Linked DNA regions of Gossypium hirsutum: region 2 is linked to region 1. Evidence: chromatin contacts called from public Hi-C data. All regions are on one chromosome and are shown on one strand. Each heading gives the region's core, a stretch centred on a gene start, on an enhancer-like site or on the middle of the called end of the contact. The rest is flanking DNA. Distances are from core to core; before and after follow the strand shown.

Region 1 (5,293 bases), core at 318-2,817:
TTCATCTATGTTTTGAGTAAGCAATTTTATATGTTGCTTTTCTTAATCTTGTCATTATAATTCTCATAATAATCTATACACTTATACAAAAGCTGTCCTCAATTCATTGAGGTGTAGAATTTTTAATTGGAGCATATTGTTTTAAGAACAACTAAAAGGGTATTGGTTTTTTAAGATTAGTTTGAATGATTAAATATATGAAATTTTATGTGTGAGTTCTCTTTTAAATTATTCTAAATTTAAGTTTTATTATGTATAAATTTTATCTCAATTTATTTTAACTTAAGTTTAGCTATTTTCCAATTTTTAGCCTATTTTATTTCATATTTAGATTATTTCAGTTCTAATTAATCCAACATATATTATTTGTGATTTATATTATTATTAATATTAAACTCCGAAAAGTCTCATTTATATATTCATATTAAAATTTATAGACTTATATAACTTTTAAACTTATCATATATTGATTTCAATATGCACAATCATCCATAAATTCATATATGTTAATATTATTTTTCATGTAGTGCTTATGTTTTGATTAATTTTTATGTTACGTCTATAAATTCAACTCATATTTTAAAGAATTTATTTATAATAACTCTATTTCGATTCTAATTTATTTATTTAAAAGTTTATCATTATACTTATAATATATTATGTAGTTATAATTATTAATTAGATTTTTTAAGCAGAGTAAGAGATTTGGTTAATATTAGAGAATAATTATTGAGACTCAATGTTTTATTATTTTTATCATGTTATTGGAATTAATTGGATTAGGAATCGGTTAAGTATGTACCTAAAACAAGAGATATGTTCAATTGACACATAAAATTCAATAAACATTTTATTTAGCCAAAACTATGGATTTTAATTTTTTATCCTGAGAGAGCTGATGCCAGCACTCCATGTATTGACAAACCATAATTATTGTACTCTTGGGGCTCAGTGATGGCCTTTCGTGTTCTAATTTCCATTTGCCCCCTGCATTGGCCGAAATTGGTGGGGATTTGCACTAGTCTTTGGAAACCGAACTAAATTCAATGCAAAATCGAAGGTTTAATTTTGTCATTAGTTTCTATATTCTTTGAATTTTTTATAATTTAACTTCTCTATATTTAATTCTTAATTTAAAAATTAAAATCTAATTAATAATATTATTAAATTTGAATATGTGGCATTTTAGTATCAAAAGGTCTAATTTAAAAATGTCATAATTTTCTATACTCTTTATGAGTTTGAAATTTAGTCTTTTTACTTTTCAAATTTTAAAATTCAGATCCAAATATTAATTCTGTAAATAAATTTGTTAAATTCAGGTTTATAAGAATGCTATTTTTGAATATTTTTTATTTCAAAATGTTACACCAACAAAATTAAAAAGAAAAAAAATATATCCAACTGGTAATTTTAATCTTAGTTTTCAAGTTTTTTCTAAAAAATTAAAAATAAAACTTGACCAAGTCAAGCAAAATCACTGTCATTTTCTTTCACCAAATTTGAAGATGAAATAGCAAAGGCCCCACTATAAGACCCTTAAACCAATTAATGAAACCATACCCTTTCATTACTTATCCTCAATTTACAACTTTTTCTTATAGATAATCTCCCAACATATTATTTATTCAAGTGGCTACAAACTCAGAAAAACAAATCGGAAAAAGAAAAAAAGATCAAAAGAGGAACAATGGGATATTTTCCATTGTTCATATTAGCTTCTTTGCTGTTAATCAACAACAGTGTGACCAAATCAGCAGCTTTAGCCTTTCCTGAGAGCAAACCAAACACTACGAAATACGATGAAACAATTGGTGAATTCATCGAAGATGAAGAACAAGTGGTGTTGTTCGGTGAATCCGAGGTGAAACGAAGGAGACTTGCTGCAGATACTCCTATATCTTATCGAGGGTTACAGCGTCAACCGGTTTGCAATGCGTATATTTATGGGAATTGTATAAAACCTGCAGGTCCTGATTATCGGCCTTGTACAACATATAATCGTTGCAAGAGGGGAGTCAAATGAAAAAATAAATTAGGACTAAAAATATATGGAAGGTTTGATGTTTTGTTTTTGTGTTTGGTTTTTGATGTTACTGTTCTTCTGTTAGTAGATATATTGTGACTTTATACAAATCATTGTGAGTTTAAGAACTGTGTTCTTCGCATAATCATAAGGTATGGTGTGAAAAACCAGAGATATGGCAAAGAAATTGGTGATGTACCTTAGAGGTCCCTGTAATATAGAGACTTGATCAAATTAGTCTTTGTACTATCGAAAAGATCCAAATAAGACTAAATTAGAATAGATTTAATATTTACTGTTTAAAAAATATATATCATTTACTATTTAATAGAGTTAATATTTTTAAAGTTTTTATGATTCTTTAAATGAAATATTTTGTTTGAAATTGAACTGCAATTGAAAACAAAAATTCAAGATATTTTTTATAGTAAATGTTAATTCTGTTATAACTTGGAATTATTTAATTTATAGGGACTAAATTGATCTATTTAATAATAGAGGGAATAGTTTAATCTAGTCATTATGATATAGGGACCTCTCGAGTATTTTAACCGAAGGAAATTGAATGAATTCGAGGGAAAATAATTAAGGAAACTAATCTGATTTTGTATATGAATAAAAAATTGAAAATATGAATTCTAAACGTTCATTCTCAAAGAAAACAGATCATGAACTTGAATTGCAAGATTGTATCTATTTTTACATATGGGTTTGAAATTTGAAGACACATCCAGTATATTATCTTAGATTTTTTTAACATAAATTTTTGGAGAAGAGATAGTGGTATATATAATATCTTATTGTTTATTAGTTACGTTTTATCCAATTTCGAAAATTTTATTTACTTATTTAATCATATAAAAGTACACTTGAATAAGTCGAATTAAAAATGATTCGAAATTTTTATTGATAGATGAACAAAATGAAAACATACAAGTAATACAAGTAAAAATACTTACAAATCTAATTTAACAAGTTGAAAGTACTGTAGCAGCTACATTACATGCCCGGTATAGGGCTTTAGTATCATTCCCACAATATCTTGTAAACGGGAAGAGTCTTCTCATCACCACTATATCATCCCATACTGGTTGGATTTCCCAATTCACCTTGATTTCTTTTCCTTCGAAAATTTTCCCAAGTAGTTTATCCTTAGTCCAAAACACTACAGATGATAAACCCATACGACAAGAAGATGCAAGGATGAATCGGAAATCAACAGCTTGCTTTTGATCCTAGAAGATTGATCGAAAATTTTCCTAATAAATTTCTTTGTAATATCATCCGGAGATTTTATTAGAATGACAACGCTAACTCTTACATTTCCTTTCTTCCATCCAACATACACGTTATAAGTTGGTGTCGTCATGCTCTCCATTCTCGTCACCAAATTACTTTGCACTAGCGGTTTGTAATTACACCAACTCTCATAAGCCTTAATCGCTCTATTGGTGTAAACCACAGCCATGTTGATGACAACGATTAGAATTGGGGTTCTTCCCTTGAAAATAACCTAGTTTTGTTGGTTTCAAATACTCCATAAATTTGAGGTAAACAATATGAAGTTGTCCTTATCCTCCTTTGCTGATTTAATTCGCCTTAACATTGAGAGAATCCATTCAATAGGATAATTCATCTTCAAGATATCAGTTCTGGTCCCCAAATTTGATCCAATCCAAACAATCCTTGTAAAAGGACAGTCCGTAAAAAGGTGCTCTAAATCTTCTACACTATCATGGCACAGCGCACAACCAGTGTCTATGGTTTGAATTCTCTTTTTTATCTCCAACTTGTATGGTAAGGCATTGTTTAATATCTTCGACAAAAATATTGTAATTTGGAATGATAATTTCACCAACCACAACATTCCCCAATCACACTTATCAATAAGTGAGTTAGAATGAGCATTGTCATCATTTAAGTTCTCATTAAATTCTTTAAAATAGGTCAATCTTACCAAGTACTTACCATCAGAGATGAATTTCCCTATTAGCTCATCCTCGGCTTCAAAGATTGGGCCTTCATCTTTCCACTTCTCATCTATTGTGCTTAGGATTTCTTGTCTGATCTCCTCTTTGTATCTTTTTGAAGCATTTTTCTCGTCTCGTACTCGGTTCGTTCGTCCTTCGCCATTGTATTCCTTGTTTGATTATTTCTGTCGAAATAGGCCTTTGTGGGTGATCTTAACTAGATCAGATTGCCGCCAATAGAGTCAGATTGACCCGACCATTTTAAAATTTAATATTTTTTATTGTTTTTTTATTTTTTTAAGACCAATTTTTGTTTAGAACAATTACAAATAAAATCTACATAAAATATACAAAATCCAAATTACTTCAACCCAACACAAACCAATCTCAGCCCACTAACTTAATAATCCAACACAACCAACCCAACCCACTAACTTAACATATCATCACCCAACCCACTAATTAACCCAAACTAAATTTAACCCATCAAACCTTACATAAACCAACCCATTAACTAAAATATTTCTTTTTTTAATACTAACCCCCCCAAAACAAACAAATCTCCAGCATCAAACAAAGAAAGAAAGAAAAAATCCAAGCTTCAAGCCGCCGAACCCCTCTTTCTCCTTCTACCGTGCGCGCCACCAACAGCTATCGTATGCACCGCGTGAAATCAAGCTATGGGTAGTTGAGGTTTGGGTTTTGGGGTGGCTTATAATCGATTGGCTCGAGTATTTAGAGTGGGTTTCGGTTTGGGAGCTTGGTTGTGGTGTTAATGGTGGTTAGTCCTTGGTTGCTTGGTTACTTGCCGGATATTGAAGTTTTTTTCTTGCTTAGATTGCTGAATGTTCCTTTTTTTTGGTTTTTTTTTGCTGAAAAATTTTTTGCTGGAATTTTTTTTGTTGGAATTTTTTTGCTCTTTTTTCTCCAATGGGAGAGAATCCTCTCTTTTTGGTGTGGTCTCCTCCTTTATTTCTACCATTTTGCTTCTTTTTTATGCCATTTGCAGGTAGTGGGTGAAGAAGGAACAACCACCCATGTTTTTGGCTTGAAAATCTGGGAAGTGGATGCCCCAAATCACGTAATCTGTCTGAAGGACCAAATCACAAATGTAGCAAAACTTCTGGGGCTAAATGTAATTTTTAGAAAATTTAAGGTTAAAATGTAATTTAAGGAAAGTTTAAGGTTCTAAGTGAAATTTAAAAAAGTTTAGGGGTCAAAATGAAATTTTTTTATTAATTTTTTTTTGAAATTTTGAAAATTAAACACAAACTCTAGTCGGACAAAAATTTAGTGC
Region 2 (4,789 bases), core at 1,935-4,434, 60 kb before region 1:
GGGCTTATATTAAAGTATTTGTAAATTCATATAAGAATAAGCCTGCTGGTTCTAGTGGTAAGGAGTTAAAGTGTTGGAGGTCCTGTGTTCGAATCCTTACGTAAGCGTAGGTATTTATTTTTGACCAGTTCTAAGGGAGAGGGTTCTGATTGAATTAAAAGGCTGTGTGAGTGGGTAGTTATAGTAAGTAATGGATTTAGTGGGATTCAAGGGGACTTTGAAATCATTTTATTTCTCAAAAATCTTTTCATCTGTTTCTTTTGACGTTTATTTTTCTCTTTCCTTGACAAAATTTTGACTTTTCTTGCTTTTTCAATTTTTCCATCACTCTTAGTTTCTACCTTCATATTTGGTATTTTGGGGCATTTCGTTCGGTTAAGATATGTGAGCATAGATTGGTTTGCTCAAGTAAGGGTTCTTTAAATTCGTTATTTTATTTTCAAAATCTTCAATTGGAACCTTATTGTCTGTTTTGGAGGCAGCGAATCAGGAAGATAGGGGCTCTCCTCGTTCAGAATCGTAATCGAATCGTTCAGGGTGTTTGAGTAAGTGTTAAACATTCGATTTGAAATATTATCAGTTTTGTGATTTCAGTTTAATCAAAAATTATAACTGATTTTGGAAGGTTTGTGGTATCATTTTTAGGTGCCGGTTTGTTCAGGAGTGTTTTTGCAGCGAACAATACCAGGTGTGTACCTGAAACGTAGAAAAACGGGATTCGACGAAAGCTGAAAGTGTAATCTGTCGATGTCACATGGCCGTGTGGTAGGTCGTGTGCGACGACACGACCATGTCATCGACGAAGGTCGGGCCGTGCGCAAGACACTGCAGTGTGATAGCTAGAGTGTGGTCGTGTGAGCCACGCGGGCTAAGCCAAATTGGGCATGTGGGCCACATGGACATTTTATATATGGGCCAAGTAGTGTGATCTACACGGACAAGGCCAATCTGGGCATGTGGGCCCACATACTAAAATTTTTCGTATGGTCGTACAGGTCGTCCTAATCAACTATGGGCCTACCATAGGGTCGGTAAATGCTATCTAACCCTATAACCAAGCGATCTGTTAGACTGAAATATGGTTATGAGCATGCCTATGTTTGTTTATCTGTTCTCCATTTATGAAAGCATGTTAAGCATGATTTATATGTTAATTCTGTATACATGTTCTGATACTGAGATTGGGGTGAGATGATGTATATTGGAGGAAGGGTTCTGAAAGGCAGATTATGCCTAATATCTGGCAGCACGACTGCATTATATTTGATATGTGCTGCATTGGTACAGCGTGGTGTTTAGGGCTGGGTGGGTGTTTTAAACCCCACATGGTGTGTAGAGATGATCAGAGATGGTGTGTAGAGGATGGGGGTAGGATTCTGATATCTAATTTGCATATCTGTATCTGAAATAGGCTCAGGCCTGAATTTGTATCTGTATCTGACACGGACCTAGGCCCGATTGTGAATCTGTTTCATTTGTGATATTCTGTTTGTACACATGCTTAACTCTGCTGGGTTACACATTGAGTTTACGTAAACTCACCCCTTTTTTGTTTATCTGTACAGGTAACCTACAATCTTAGGCAGATCGGTGCAGCGAAGGACTTGACGGTGACCACCTATTTTACTATTTTATTTTGTTTTGGGTTATTAAGTTTTGGTATTGAGGTTGTATTTTTTGGGACTCTGGACTCTTTTAAGATTTTGGTGTTGGTTTTGGGTTTTTGGTTTTACTTTTTTATAAGTGTGATGGTTTTCTAAAATCTTGAACGGATTTTCTGGACACAACGTTTTTCTACAAGCTTCCGCTACAAACACGTTTTATCTCTAAATGATTGAATGAAAGAAAGCTTTGAAATTAATAATAACTTTAAAGGCTAATGAACTAAAAAGGTTTTAACTTAACGACAATGGTTTTTCAACCCATTTCATGTGACACTTCCGGATTAGGCCATAACGTCTAGGCCGGGTTTGGGGTGTTACAAATACTGGTTCAGAACAATCTGAAAAGGTCATTACACAGAAGAAGACTGTAGATATGGATCAATCAAAATGAAAAGAGCTCGATGAAAAGGCTCTATCCACTATTCAATTATGCCTCACAAATAATGTGTTACAGGAGGTTTTGAAGGAGAAAACAACGTTTAAATAATGAAAGAAACTAAAAGCCTTGTATATTTTTAAAATTATTTTGAATTACATTATTTTTTAAGTCTTTTTTAGAAAATTCATTAATGATATCAACCAAAAACTAATGTTATAAATATTATTATGAAGTCAACATAAATAATTGACCTGTGTATCGCACGGAAATACAAACTAGTGTAATTTATAAATATTCAATGTTAAATTCGAGAGGGACATTTGCCAAAACTTTTGGAATAAGTTCATGCGGACTCGTATATGGTATCACTTTCATGCATAATTGTTTAAATTTAATAAACTTAAAATATGAGCTTAATTTTTTTTTAAGTCAATCTATATACACGTAGCTTTTATTACTATTGTATATGATTTATTTTATTAAATTTATAAACATAGAAACTTTAACATATTTATTTTTTAATATTTATATTAAGTATAATATATTTAAGTTTTTTGAAGTTACAATTACAATTTCAGTTTTAAATGACACATATCCAAACCTAAGACATCAAGATCCTAAGCCTTAGACTTTGCCATCACTAGTAAGGTCTTATTGGCTAAAATATATTTAAATTTCATAAGATATAAATTACATAATACATAAAAATAAAGAAAAAAACATATTATAATTTTGAAAATGAATTTTTCCAAACGAATTGTGTTTTGAATATTGAAGCCAAGCCCAACACATATTTTAAAGTAGTCTAAATTTTTTATTCAATTCATTTTTTAAACTTAATATTTTTATCGAGCAGCCAGTTTGTGTTTGAACAAAAAATTATATGTCTCGAACTAGTTTGACTTAAATAAAATTTAAATAAAAGTATAAAAAAATATTTTATTATTATTTAAGCAGAGAATAAATTTTTTTACTAAATCAAACAAAAACCGAGCCAAAAACTGAAATCTTTTTAGAACCAGGCCCGGCCCGACAGAAGTCTACACGGGATCAACAATTTTTGGTTGGACATATTGAACTGGTTGGAGTTTTCACAGACGCAACAGTTACAGAATTAAAAGAGAGCCCACAGGAGAAAAAGTTGAAAACAAAAGGACAAAACACAATATTTCCAACTTTTGGTAGGTCATAGTCAAAGCTTTCAGGGATAAGAGTTGACGTATTTTCTGGATGTGTGTTAAAAAAAATTAAATTGCACTAATATAATTAAATTAATAGTATATTTATATTTTAATTATTTAATATTAAAAAGTTATAAAATATCACTAAATTATTTAAAAAATTATCAAATTATTTGAATATTTTTACTTAAATCACTAGTATTATTAACAGCCATATTAACTTACCTTTACAATAATGTTGTTAGAATTGGATCAGACAATTTAACTGTTTGAATCGAGAAACGATCAGTGTATTAATCTGGATAGGAACATTTAATCAAAAGAATTTAACTGTTAATGTTTTGGCTAATATTAAAATTTTAAAATTCAAAATATTAAAAGTTAAAATTAATTAAATCAAAAAGTAAAGATAATTAAAGTAAAAAAATTAAATTCACAATTTTCACCAAAAGTACAAAAATTAATAACAAAATTTAACTTGTATAAACTAAGCAAATTAAAATGCAATCTTTATTTAGTTTACATAAACAGTAACTAAAAAAATCCATAGTCGGCAAGATAATTCTACTTGCATCCACGATTTCTATTGTTGTCTTTGTAAATTGCCGTACAGTGTTACCTTTTTTGCTATCATTAGAGTCTGGGACGCAAGGATTATAGGGCTGACCTGATCTTGGTCTCCCACATTTATCATTTGGAGTAATCAAGTTGTTCTTAGAAACATCGATGAATTTAGGTGGATCTTTCTGCAGGCTCGTCTCTGGCTCAGCGAAGAACACATGATCTGCATGGCCGATGTCCACCAAGCATTCCTCCATGGTAGAGGCACCGCAATGGGTAGCCAAGTTGCTGCTATTGTTGTTGTTGCTGGTTGTGGCTGAAAATGCTGATGCCTGCTGACCGAGTAAAAGAACCATGGCCATCATCATTATCGTCAAGGTTGCTTTGCATCGGAGACCCCTTCCCTTCACATTGTTTCCCATATTTTTCTTCACTTTCTTCTAACTAATTTTCTCACTTGATAAGAAATTTGTGGGTTTTATGGCATTGCAAGTGGATGATGGGATATTTTGATAAATGATTCAAGGTGGCTTTTTTTTTATTCCTATTACCCTTTTAGCTCTTACAGTAGCTGTGGTCCTAAAGCAATAATGGATAAGACATAAAAAAAGGTGAAAGTAACCTTCTAATCTCACTGTCATATGAATGGGAAAAAAATTGTTTCTCTAGCATCAGTTTAATATTTTTACATAAAAATAAATAAATAAAGTGAAATTGTAAGATTTAACATTTACAGATAAAAAAATGACAAGAAAAATATGGTTTTTTTTTATTTATAGTTTTAACTCTAAACATAATATTTCATTTGTAGAATAAAAAAATTCAAAATATTATCTTTGTTAATAGTAAATGATAATTTTTAAATAATAAATTTTAACTATATTAAAATTTGTACTTATTTGATTCAATTTAATAGTATATTAACTAAATTAATTTATTTAATACATAATGACTAATTTAAATATAGGGCCCTGCTAGATACATTCACCCATAAAAAAGAGAGA

The links. A called contact is a pair of places that touch in the nucleus more often than the background predicts.
Region 2: a Hi-C map of leaf shows a contact between it and region 1, with 2.1 times the contacts expected there. The contact joins the enhancer-like site here to the promoter of LOC107953315 in region 1. A contact is called at or near these places in 4 of 34 Hi-C or Micro-C datasets (callus and leaf).

What each region holds. Positions count from the first base shown.
Region 1 is chrA07:12,429,844-12,435,136 of Gossypium_hirsutum_v2.1, reverse strand. LOC107953315 (protein RALF-like 27) reads left to right here and starts at 1,567. Exons shown (of 1, transcript XM_016888576.2): 1 at 1,567-2,317. The coding sequence starts at 1,691. The coding sequence ends at 2,026.
Region 2 is chrA07:12,492,301-12,497,089 of Gossypium_hirsutum_v2.1, reverse strand. No RefSeq gene overlaps it. Among protein-coding and RNA genes, the nearest start is that of LOC121203821, 14 kb to the left of the region's middle. Within about 2 kb of position 3,184, at least 5 of the 9 cell types and tissues checked have an H3K27ac peak or open chromatin away from gene starts, as enhancers often do. A contact at or near this core is called in leaf, where this site is marked.